Linked DNA regions of Mus musculus: regions 2 and 3 are each linked to region 1. Evidence: chromatin contacts called from public Hi-C and HiChIP or PLAC-seq data. All regions are on one chromosome and are shown on one strand. The core of a region is the stretch at or near the end of the contact, and the rest is flanking DNA. Distances in the headings are between cores, read along the strand shown. Region 1 has its middle 6.2 kb from the start of Gm3363. Region 2 has its middle 38 kb from the start of Armc3. Region 3 overlaps Dnajc1 (DnaJ heat shock protein family (Hsp40) member C1).

Region 1 (2,812 bases), core at 130-2,629:
TGTTTTGTTTTTTTTTTTTTTAGTAGGTTTACAGGAAGGAGAGAAACCAATAAGCAAATACATAAACTGTATGCAAAAGGTTTAAAATGTCATGACTGTGGGAGGTAATTGGCGAAAAGTAGTTCTAAAGCCAGCCTTGAGCTCACATTCCGCCTTGCTGGTATTATTTATTTGCTATTACTTATTTGTTTTCTCATTCCTGACAGGTTGTATGAACAAATAGATGATGACTTCTTAGACTTCAGTTTCTTCCCACGTTTGCTTTGGATAGTCTTAAATCATAGGACCCCTAACCCTAATTCTAACACAGGTCAATTCCCTCCCCTAGGCCCCGAGGTCACATTGCTTCTGCCAAGGGTTGCACACCATCCCGAGGAGGCCTCATATTCTTTTTTCTCTTCTCTTCTCTTCTCTTCTCTTCTCTTCTCTTCTCTTCTCTTCTCTTCTCTTCTCTTCTCTTCTCTTCTCTTCTCTTCTCTTCTCTTCTCCTCTCCTCTCCTCTCCTCTCCTCTCCTCTCCTCTCCTCTCCTCTCCTCTCCTCTCCTCTCCTCTCCTCTCCTCTCCTCTTCTCCTCCTCTCCTCTCCTCTCCCCCTCCCCTCTCCTCCTCTCCTCTCCTTCTCCCCATCCCCTCTCCTCCTCTCCCCTCCCCTCCCCTCCCCTCCCCTCCTCTCCCCTCCCCTCCCCTCTCCTCCTCTCCCCTCCTCTCCTCTCTTCTTTTTCCTTTCCTTTCCTTTCCTTTCTTTTCCTCCTTTTCTTTTCTTTTCTTTTCTTTTCTTTTCTTTTCTTTCTTTCTTCCTTCCCTCCCTCCCTCCTTTCCTTCCCTTCCTTCCTTCCCTCCTTCCTTCCTTTCTTTCCTTTCTCCTAACACAAGATGATGGTGCAAAGAGCCAGAAAACTAGCTTCTGTACGCAATTTTGAGCACAAGAAAACAATAAAACCCAAAGATCAAAACCCTAAAGGGGACAACGGCCAGTGGCTCAAAGCTAAAGGAGAAGGTGGTGCACAATCCAAATCCACGCCCCAGCCTTTGCCCTCCTTCCGCCCCAGGAAGGCCGACAGACAAAGCCACCCGGTGAGTCCATGAGTAGGGGAACAATGCCCTGGCGCTCAGCACAAAACGAAAGTCCGCTGCGGGGCCCGAGGGGATGGCAGGCCGGGGCGCCTTGGGCCCACGCGTCCCGACCCCAACTCCCGACGCCATTCAAGCAGACACCGCGCAGAACAAGGTCAGCTCTGTGCAGCGCGCGGCGGCAGCGCGGCCACCCCTGCTCCCGGGAAGCCCAGCGACGACATCGGGAAAGGCGCCCACGGAGAGCTTACGAGCCCCACGATCCCCGAGCCAAGCGCCCAGCCGGGAAGTAGAGCCGTCCGCGCGCGGAGGGAAACGCCGGGTGTAGTGCGGTTTGTCCTTGCTCTTATAAGCATGCTGCTCCCGGAACCGCTGCCTTAGACCGAGTTCGGGTTATTTTCTGGCCAGGATTCTACCTTCTGTGAGCCTGAGGATCCGTCATCTGCGCACTCCAGTGGCCCAGCGGCCGCCCAGCTCCAGCTTCGGGGACGTTCTGGGCCTGGATTGCATCCGAGGGTGATTGCGCCCACTTCCAGGGAGCAGGTTTTACCAGTGTCTGTTCTGGTCAGTGGAGTGCTGTTCTGGTCAGGATGGTGAGGAGTAATGAGGATAATGCAGGTAACACTGTCTAAAAGCACATCACACCCTCAAGAAGGAACCTAGCATTAACTCAGTGTTAATACAGGTAACAACTCACAAGGATCTGAAAACATAACATGAGGAAAATCGCAGAAAAGATCACGACCAACTAGAGTCCATGTTTAAAAGCTGTAAACAAAGCCTTTGCCTGGCCAGAAAACGAAAGTAGTACACTGCAGGCTGGACAATAACTTTATAGCTCAAAAGCAGTGGTGATTACATCACAGTTGCCACAATTCACAGAAGTGTAATCTAAAGGTATATAAAGTTTATTCTGCTCAAACTGTAAGTAAAATAATGTCCTCAAAAGTTGGCCGAAGTAGGGTGTCTGTTTTGGGGGAGAAGCTGCTGCTAGGGGGTAGGTGACTGAGAGACAAGCTGATAGGAAAAAAATATTTACTGCTTAGGAAATTTACATGAGCCTTAAAAGCATCCTTCTCAGAACTAAGTCCTCTAAGAGTAGATTCACTCCAACAATAGAAAGAAAATATCCTAAAGAACAATATGGCAATGTTGTTGCCTAAAGAACACCCAGAGCAATTGATGTACTTCTCCAGATTTACTTAGCCCCACCAACCTCACCACCACCTCTGCTTCGTGGTGTCCAGGGCTGGCCTTTCTGCGGAGGGTTCCACTCCTGTTCCCTCCCTGACAGATAACCCCCAACAAATGAGGGTAAAGATTCAACCCTGCTTCCTTATAGGGGCCCTGATGGTGGAATGTTCTGCCTCTATCTGCCCAAGGTCCCAGCGCAAGGTGAGTTAGAACAGTATGAGACAAACCTTCACAGAGGCAGAAAACAAACACTACCCGGCATATCAGTCTCTACCACGGACACTCCCAAGGCTTGAGCTTTGCCTGAAAGCTGCAGAACGAACAGTCAGCTACACTTTCTCATACGTGTTCACTAACGTGCTACTTTGTATCTGTTTTCCTTTCTGTTTAGGAACAGTCAGCTGTACTTTCTCATAAGTGTTCACTAACGTGCTACTTTGTATTTGTTTTCCTTTCTGTTTAGGAACAGTCAGCAGTACTTTCTCACAAGTGTTCACTAACGTGCTACTTTGTATCTGTTTTCCTTTCTGTTTCTCCTTGCTCTTGAT
Region 2 (2,812 bases), core at 107-2,606, 390 kb before region 1:
CCACAGTGAGGCAGAGCATTGTGGCAAGAGCGGCCTGGTACAAACATTGTCTATATGTAGATTGGTAGAGAGAGGGAGAGAAATGAGCAGTGGGAAGAAAATACACTGAATGGCCTGACTCCAGAAATCTACTCCTCTAGCTGGATCCCTTCTGCTAAAGGGGACCAAGCATTCAACTGACTTGGGCTTGTGAGGGTCACTTCCTGTTCAAACTGTAAGTTAGTGTACATGAGGAGGCCCTATATCCTGTTCAGGGATGTGCAAAAGAAATCTTATTTGGACACAGTATTAGCAGAGTAGAGAGGAGCAGAGAGAAGTAGATGGATCTAGAGATCCAGGATCTGGAACCAATAAGATTGGTGAATGACAGAAACCAGAGACACCAGCATGAGAGAAGCAAGGACAACTAAGGTGTCACACATAGGTAACTGGAGACTAGAAGGTATTATTCACTGAGATAAAGGTTCCTGGAAGAGCTCAGGGTTGCTAAGGAAATATACCAGCTCAAGTTGTAACTGATGTCTGTGTACTTGAAGGCCGTACTTCATAGTGGGCTAGCGCTTGGCACCTGTGAGCGTGACTCTATTTGTAGCTCTAAGAGTGGCTGTTGTGTAGAAGGTTTGGGATTCATAGGAATGAACTCAGCTAGGGGAGAGTGCACACAAGCTGAGCCCTGGAGTTTCAGTGCCTTTCTGTTTGCCAGAGTGAAGCTCTCACAAGCGCTCACTAAGTGCAGTGCAGCACATAGTATGCTTTCAGTGGACAACAGTTTATTTTTGGGTAAAAAAGTAAGTTCAGCTCTCTCTTGTCTTAAAATCTCCTTGGCATATAAATATCATGATTATATTGACTCATCTTATTCCTGGGTATTCTGGTGTCTTTATTCAACTCAGAATTCTCTAGAGGTCTTTAGTTAAGCAACAACTCCCTCCACCCCCAAGAGTTTTATATAAAATCAGAAAAGATTAATACCCTGAGCTCAGTGAAACTCCTAGTTAATAGGCTCTTTATCACATCCAGACATGGCAGTCATAGTCTATGAAGGACACAGAAAACTCAGCATCAGTTTTTCATCACTAATATTGTAGGACCCTTTCACTTTCCCAGACTTGGGTGTGGCAAAGTGGTCACAAAGCTATGGACAGACTGGGCTTCAGCTGTTCTATCTTTAACCACTAAAATAGCTATGTGGCAGAGCCGCCGCCATCATTATGCCTTTTACCCTTCAGGTGCTTGCAAATGGCTAGGATGCTTTTAGCTCCAAAGAAAGTCACTCCAGTAGGAAGGATGAGCCAGAAAGAGATGGGAGCCACACCCTTCACAGTGGGAATGAAGGTTTCTATTGTGTTGAAATGTGACTCTCCCGGGAGGAAGGTCTTGAGGCACACCCCCACAGCAGGCTCCAGGAGGAAACAGCAGAGCCTGTATAATTTGATCTCTAGCTTGGCAGTGTTTGCTTCCCTACTTTCATGCTTACTCATCCCAGTGCCCACCCTCCGCTAAGGGGAAGCACTGCATCTATCACACTCTAGAACAACATTGCATCCATAAACCTCAGGCGCAGTCACTCTGGCAAACTTACATAAACACGTGGACACTTTCTCACGTGGACACTTTCTCTCCTTCTTGCCCTCCCACCTTTGAAAAATATTCATTGGGCATAAATTGTATACCGGGTTCTTATTACAAGAAGAAACTCATCTGATTAAACCACTTACAGCCTTCACAGCATCCCGTGAAAGCTGATATAACTGAGAACTTTCTCAGCCGTAGATTAATGACTGGAAAGAAAGAAAGCAGATTAAGAAGCTATCCAAGCCCATATTATCATGTACTTAAAATCAAATGAGAGCCAGGAAAATATAGACAGTGTATGTTTTCTCTCTCTCTCTCTCTCTCTCTCTCTCTCTCTCTCTCTCACACACACACACACACACACACACACACACACACACAATCATGTTTCATGATTGATTGCAGACTGTTAGTTTCCTGTCACTTTGACAAAATGCCTGAAATTATTTGTTTTATGAAAGAAGGGCTTAGTTTACTTCTTGGGTTTGAGTTTTTGGTTCTTGCTGTCTTAGACCTGCTGTGTTGTAACTGCAGCATAGGCTGCCCTGATGGGAATTCATAGAGAAAAATTGTTCATTTAAGATTTCTAGGAAACAAAAAGAGAGACAAGAAGGTCCCATGTGTCCTTCAAGTGTATATGGCCAGTGACCTATCTTCCTAAATGTTTCTCTTCCTGCGAACAGTAACACGGTTTGTGAACCAAACCTCTAACGATTGAACCTTCAGAAGACATTAACATCCAAGCTATATCAAGCACTGCAGTGCATTATGAATTAATAACACTGAACAGCATAAATGGTTTTCAGATTAAAATTAGCAAAAAGAATAGTGGCCAAATAATTTGATTTGAAAAGTTTCAATTCAATTATAATCCATCCTTTCTTGTGCTTTCCTTCTTATCTAGTATTTCTGCTTTCAGTGGGGTCCCTTTTCAAGATGGATAGTCAGGCTGTGGCAAACATTCTTCTGTCAGCTGGCACTGCAGCCAGCCCTGTGTGAAGCAAGCTGGCTCTGCTAAACCCTAAGCGTGGTAAGTGGTCGGCAGCTGAGCAGTGGCAAGCACTGATGTCCCACCGAGTACATTTGGAAAACACTCATAGGCAAGCATTTCCTCGAAAATTACAATATTCCGTGGGTTGTGTAATTAGTCCATTATAAAATATATGCTCTCTTGTATATTATAGTAATTTAAAATTTGATAATTATATAATAACACGCTAACACAAACATAATTACA
Region 3 (2,812 bases), core at 218-2,717, 390 kb after region 1:
GACTTCTTAATATAATGTTAGACTAGAGAGTGTGAAGACTTAGCTTCTAGTTGTGAGAAAGAGAAATAGGAAACTAAACTTTCCACAGAGTTTCTGGTAAGAAAGCAGTGAAAGTTAGGACAGACGACTTTGATTGTTAGAAAAAACAGCAAAGAGGTTGAAGACCTGTAACAAGCTTTGCTGAGAGAAGGAAAAGAGATTAATGGTCCTTTTATCTATTGAACGATAGTCTGACTTGCAGAGTTGCTTCATCAGTAAAGCTATTGTGGACAAAGGGGAAAAAAGCAAACTAAGCTATCTCTTTTACTGGAATTCTGCCTTTAAGTTGCATTTCATCATTCCTTCTTTAGATAGGCTTTCTCCACATGCCAGATATTTCTCCTATATCCCTATGTATGGGTTCATATGTTGCAAGATTGTAGTCTCCAAACTGCAGAAATTGCAGGAAAGAGTGGGTGGGGGTAGAGTCCTCCAAAATGTATAGATGCTATGAGGACTAATGAAAGCAACAAGACCCTAAAAATTAATTACATCCCCACAAGCATTTCCATCTGCCTTCTAAGCCAGTTCTTAAAATCCTCCTTCTTCTTAGGGGAGATCTAGGGTGGTTTCTGTTTTAGATTATTTGAAAAAATTTTAAATTCTGATCTCAAGTAGAATGTTTAGCATAGGTGGCATAGTTTTTCAGGAATATTGCCTTCCTGACTCAGATACTATATTAGCTATATTAAGGTTTTGTCTTGTTTTGTTTTTGTTTGTTTGTTTTTGCTTTGTTTAGTAGAGGGAAATAAAAAAAAAAAAACCTTAATACTTGACTTTCCGCTTCTGGATGACTGTATTTTGGTCACATGCTTGGGATCAGGTCTAAACTCACATCCTAAACTGACTTAGCAGTTATTGAGAACACATGCACGAGGTCTGGACATTGGGCCACGTGAGTTGTTGTTTGGGTCTAAGAATTAGTGCTTTGGGTACTTGCTTCACCTTTACAAAATGTATTTTGATTCAAGGTTTGGTTTATGTGGCTATCTAGAAAAGAAGGAAGTGGATTTCTGAGAGGAATCTTTACCAAATCTGCATGTTGTAACTTAAACTTACCTAGATTGCAGCTTTTAGCTAAATAGTGTGTTTACGTGGCATAGTGTATCATATTGTTTTCATTTCTCTTGAAGTCTGATGGTAGCTAAGATAAATTCCTGAAGTTTGTCTGGTATTTGAATACTAAGTCCTAGTATTCTAGTTTGTCTGCTTCTAGCTCGTGAGATTATTTCAGGAAGTAGGGGACAGCTGTGTGATGAATAATGTCTGAGAAAGCATCCGTGTGCTCTGGCTCGCTCTCGAGCAGGGTGAGGGGTTTCTGCTACTTACACTTACCATCAGCCCCTATGGCTCTTCACTGATGCTGCTTCGTTTGATGAGACCCTTTACTGCGGTTGTACTGGAGTTATGGAAGAGAAGAGAAATAGGAGAGCCCGTGGGTAACCTAAATTTGTGAAAAGACTGAGGGAAGCTCGTCTCTTCCTTCACCGATCTTAACATGATCATAGAAATCAATAAATATAGCCTTTGTCCCAAGAAGACAGAATTCTTCAGCTCTTTTGCATTTTGTGGCTTAGGAAGAAGAGTTGAGAGAAGCCAGAGCTGAGAACATCCCTTGCTCCTGAAAGGCAAGGGCAATCATTTTAAGTGGCTGTTAATCTTTATTGGGTCTGGATTCCTTCAGACTTGTCCTCGAGCTATCTGTTAGCATTTTGACCAGACAGTTTTGTTTGTTTGTTCATTTGCTTGAGATGTAATCTCACTATGTTACCCCTGGCTGACCTGAAACCCACTGTGTAGACTAAGCTGGCCTTGAACCCAAAGAGATCTGTTTGTCTTTGCCTCCCAAGTGCTGAAAGGCATCTATCACCATGCCTGGCTTTAATTAGTAATTTTTAAAGTATTATTAAGATTCAGTGATAACTGGTGTGTTTGGAGAAAACTTGACATGCTGTTTTTGCATGTAGGATAATGTTGAGCCTTTGAGGGTGTGAGTAACAGGAAAATAGAGAGCTAAGTGTGGTGTGGTGCTCCTGTAATCTTGGCATTTGGGAGGCTGAGACCTCAGGATCAGAAGTTTGAAGACAGCTTTGACTATAAAGCATTTTGAGGCCTGATTGAGCTACATAAGACCTTGTCTTAACAACAAAACAAAAATGCAATAAAAAGACACAACATTTATGTGGATGGCCTTAGTTTATCATTGAACAAATCACATCTTTTGCAGTCTCACATACTTTATAGAAATAAAGCTTTTCACATAAGCCAGTAAGTATTTCACAAGATGTTCTTTACCAAATATTTGAACACCGTGTTGCGGTGTGGGTTTTTTAGTTTTTAGAGTGTGTGGAAATAGGATTCTTGCTCTCAAATACACATAGTTAAAAGAAGCCATATGCCTGTTTGGGAAGCAGGAAGATGAAACAGCAGTACGCCTGTTACTGTCTTAAAAAATACAAAGCTTTTCAAGATGCAAAGGGTTTTTTTGTTTTTGTTTTTTTAAGCCATCAGTGTAGTCACAGATAGAGCCGCTCATGCATCAGCTTGTGGTCTGTGACTTATAAACCCCTTCAGCACGCTCTACAGTCTCTCGAGAACAGTCTGCCCAAGGGAAGTTACTCTATCTGATTTTCCTAGAAGAAAAATTGAGGTGACTCTAACAAAACCAACCAAACAAATTAAACTAAAAGCAAACCTTCATGACAAAAAACTTGAGTAGTTATCATTTCATAGTAAAGAACATGTATATTTGGGTTTCTGAATAACCACTTCT

Evidence for each region. Hi-C and Micro-C count contacts between places; a contact is called where the count stands out from the background. HiChIP or PLAC-seq counts read pairs in DNA pulled down with a chosen protein or histone mark.
Region 2: an H3K4me3 HiChIP or PLAC-seq map of bone marrow-derived macrophages shows a contact between it and region 1, with 4 times the contacts expected there. The contact joins two enhancer-like sites. A contact is called at or near these places in 2 of 484 Hi-C or Micro-C datasets (myocytes and uterus) and 1 of 115 datasets of contacts at active chromatin or transcription factors (bone marrow-derived macrophages).
Region 3: a contact with region 1 is called in a Hi-C map of tail fibroblasts, with 4 times the contacts expected there. The contact joins two enhancer-like sites. A contact is called at or near these places in 2 of 15 datasets of contacts at CTCF or cohesin (large pre-B cells and pro-B cells), 89 of 484 Hi-C or Micro-C datasets (the AML12 cell line, the AtT-20 cell line, B cells and 56 more) and 17 of 115 datasets of contacts at active chromatin or transcription factors (the NIH/3T3 cell line, the SCID.adh cell line, bone marrow-derived dendritic cells and 12 more).

The regions. Positions count from the first base shown.
Region 1 is chr2:18,765,693-18,768,504 of GRCm38.p6, reverse strand. No RefSeq gene overlaps it. Among named protein-coding and RNA genes, the nearest start is that of Gm3363, 6.2 kb to the right of the region's middle. Within about 2 kb of position 1,379, at least 399 of the 459 cell types and tissues checked have an H3K27ac peak or open chromatin away from gene starts, as enhancers often do. A contact at or near this core is called in the HPC-7 cell line, beige adipocytes, bone marrow-derived macrophages and 3 more, where this site is marked.
Region 2 is chr2:19,159,510-19,162,321 of GRCm38.p6, reverse strand. No RefSeq gene overlaps it. Among named protein-coding and RNA genes, the nearest start is that of Armc3, 38 kb to the left of the region's middle. Within about 2 kb of position 1,356, at least 27 of the 459 cell types and tissues checked have an H3K27ac peak or open chromatin away from gene starts, as enhancers often do. A contact at or near this core is called in bone marrow-derived macrophages and myocytes, where this site is marked.
Region 3 is chr2:18,371,091-18,373,902 of GRCm38.p6, reverse strand. The region is part of intron 1 of Dnajc1 (DnaJ heat shock protein family (Hsp40) member C1); the gene reads left to right. Among named protein-coding and RNA genes, the nearest start is that of Dnajc1, 20 kb to the left of the region's middle. Within about 2 kb of position 1,467, at least 20 of the 459 cell types and tissues checked have an H3K27ac peak or open chromatin away from gene starts, as enhancers often do. A contact at or near this core is called in the HPC-7 cell line, beige adipocytes, tail fibroblasts and 1 more, where this site is marked.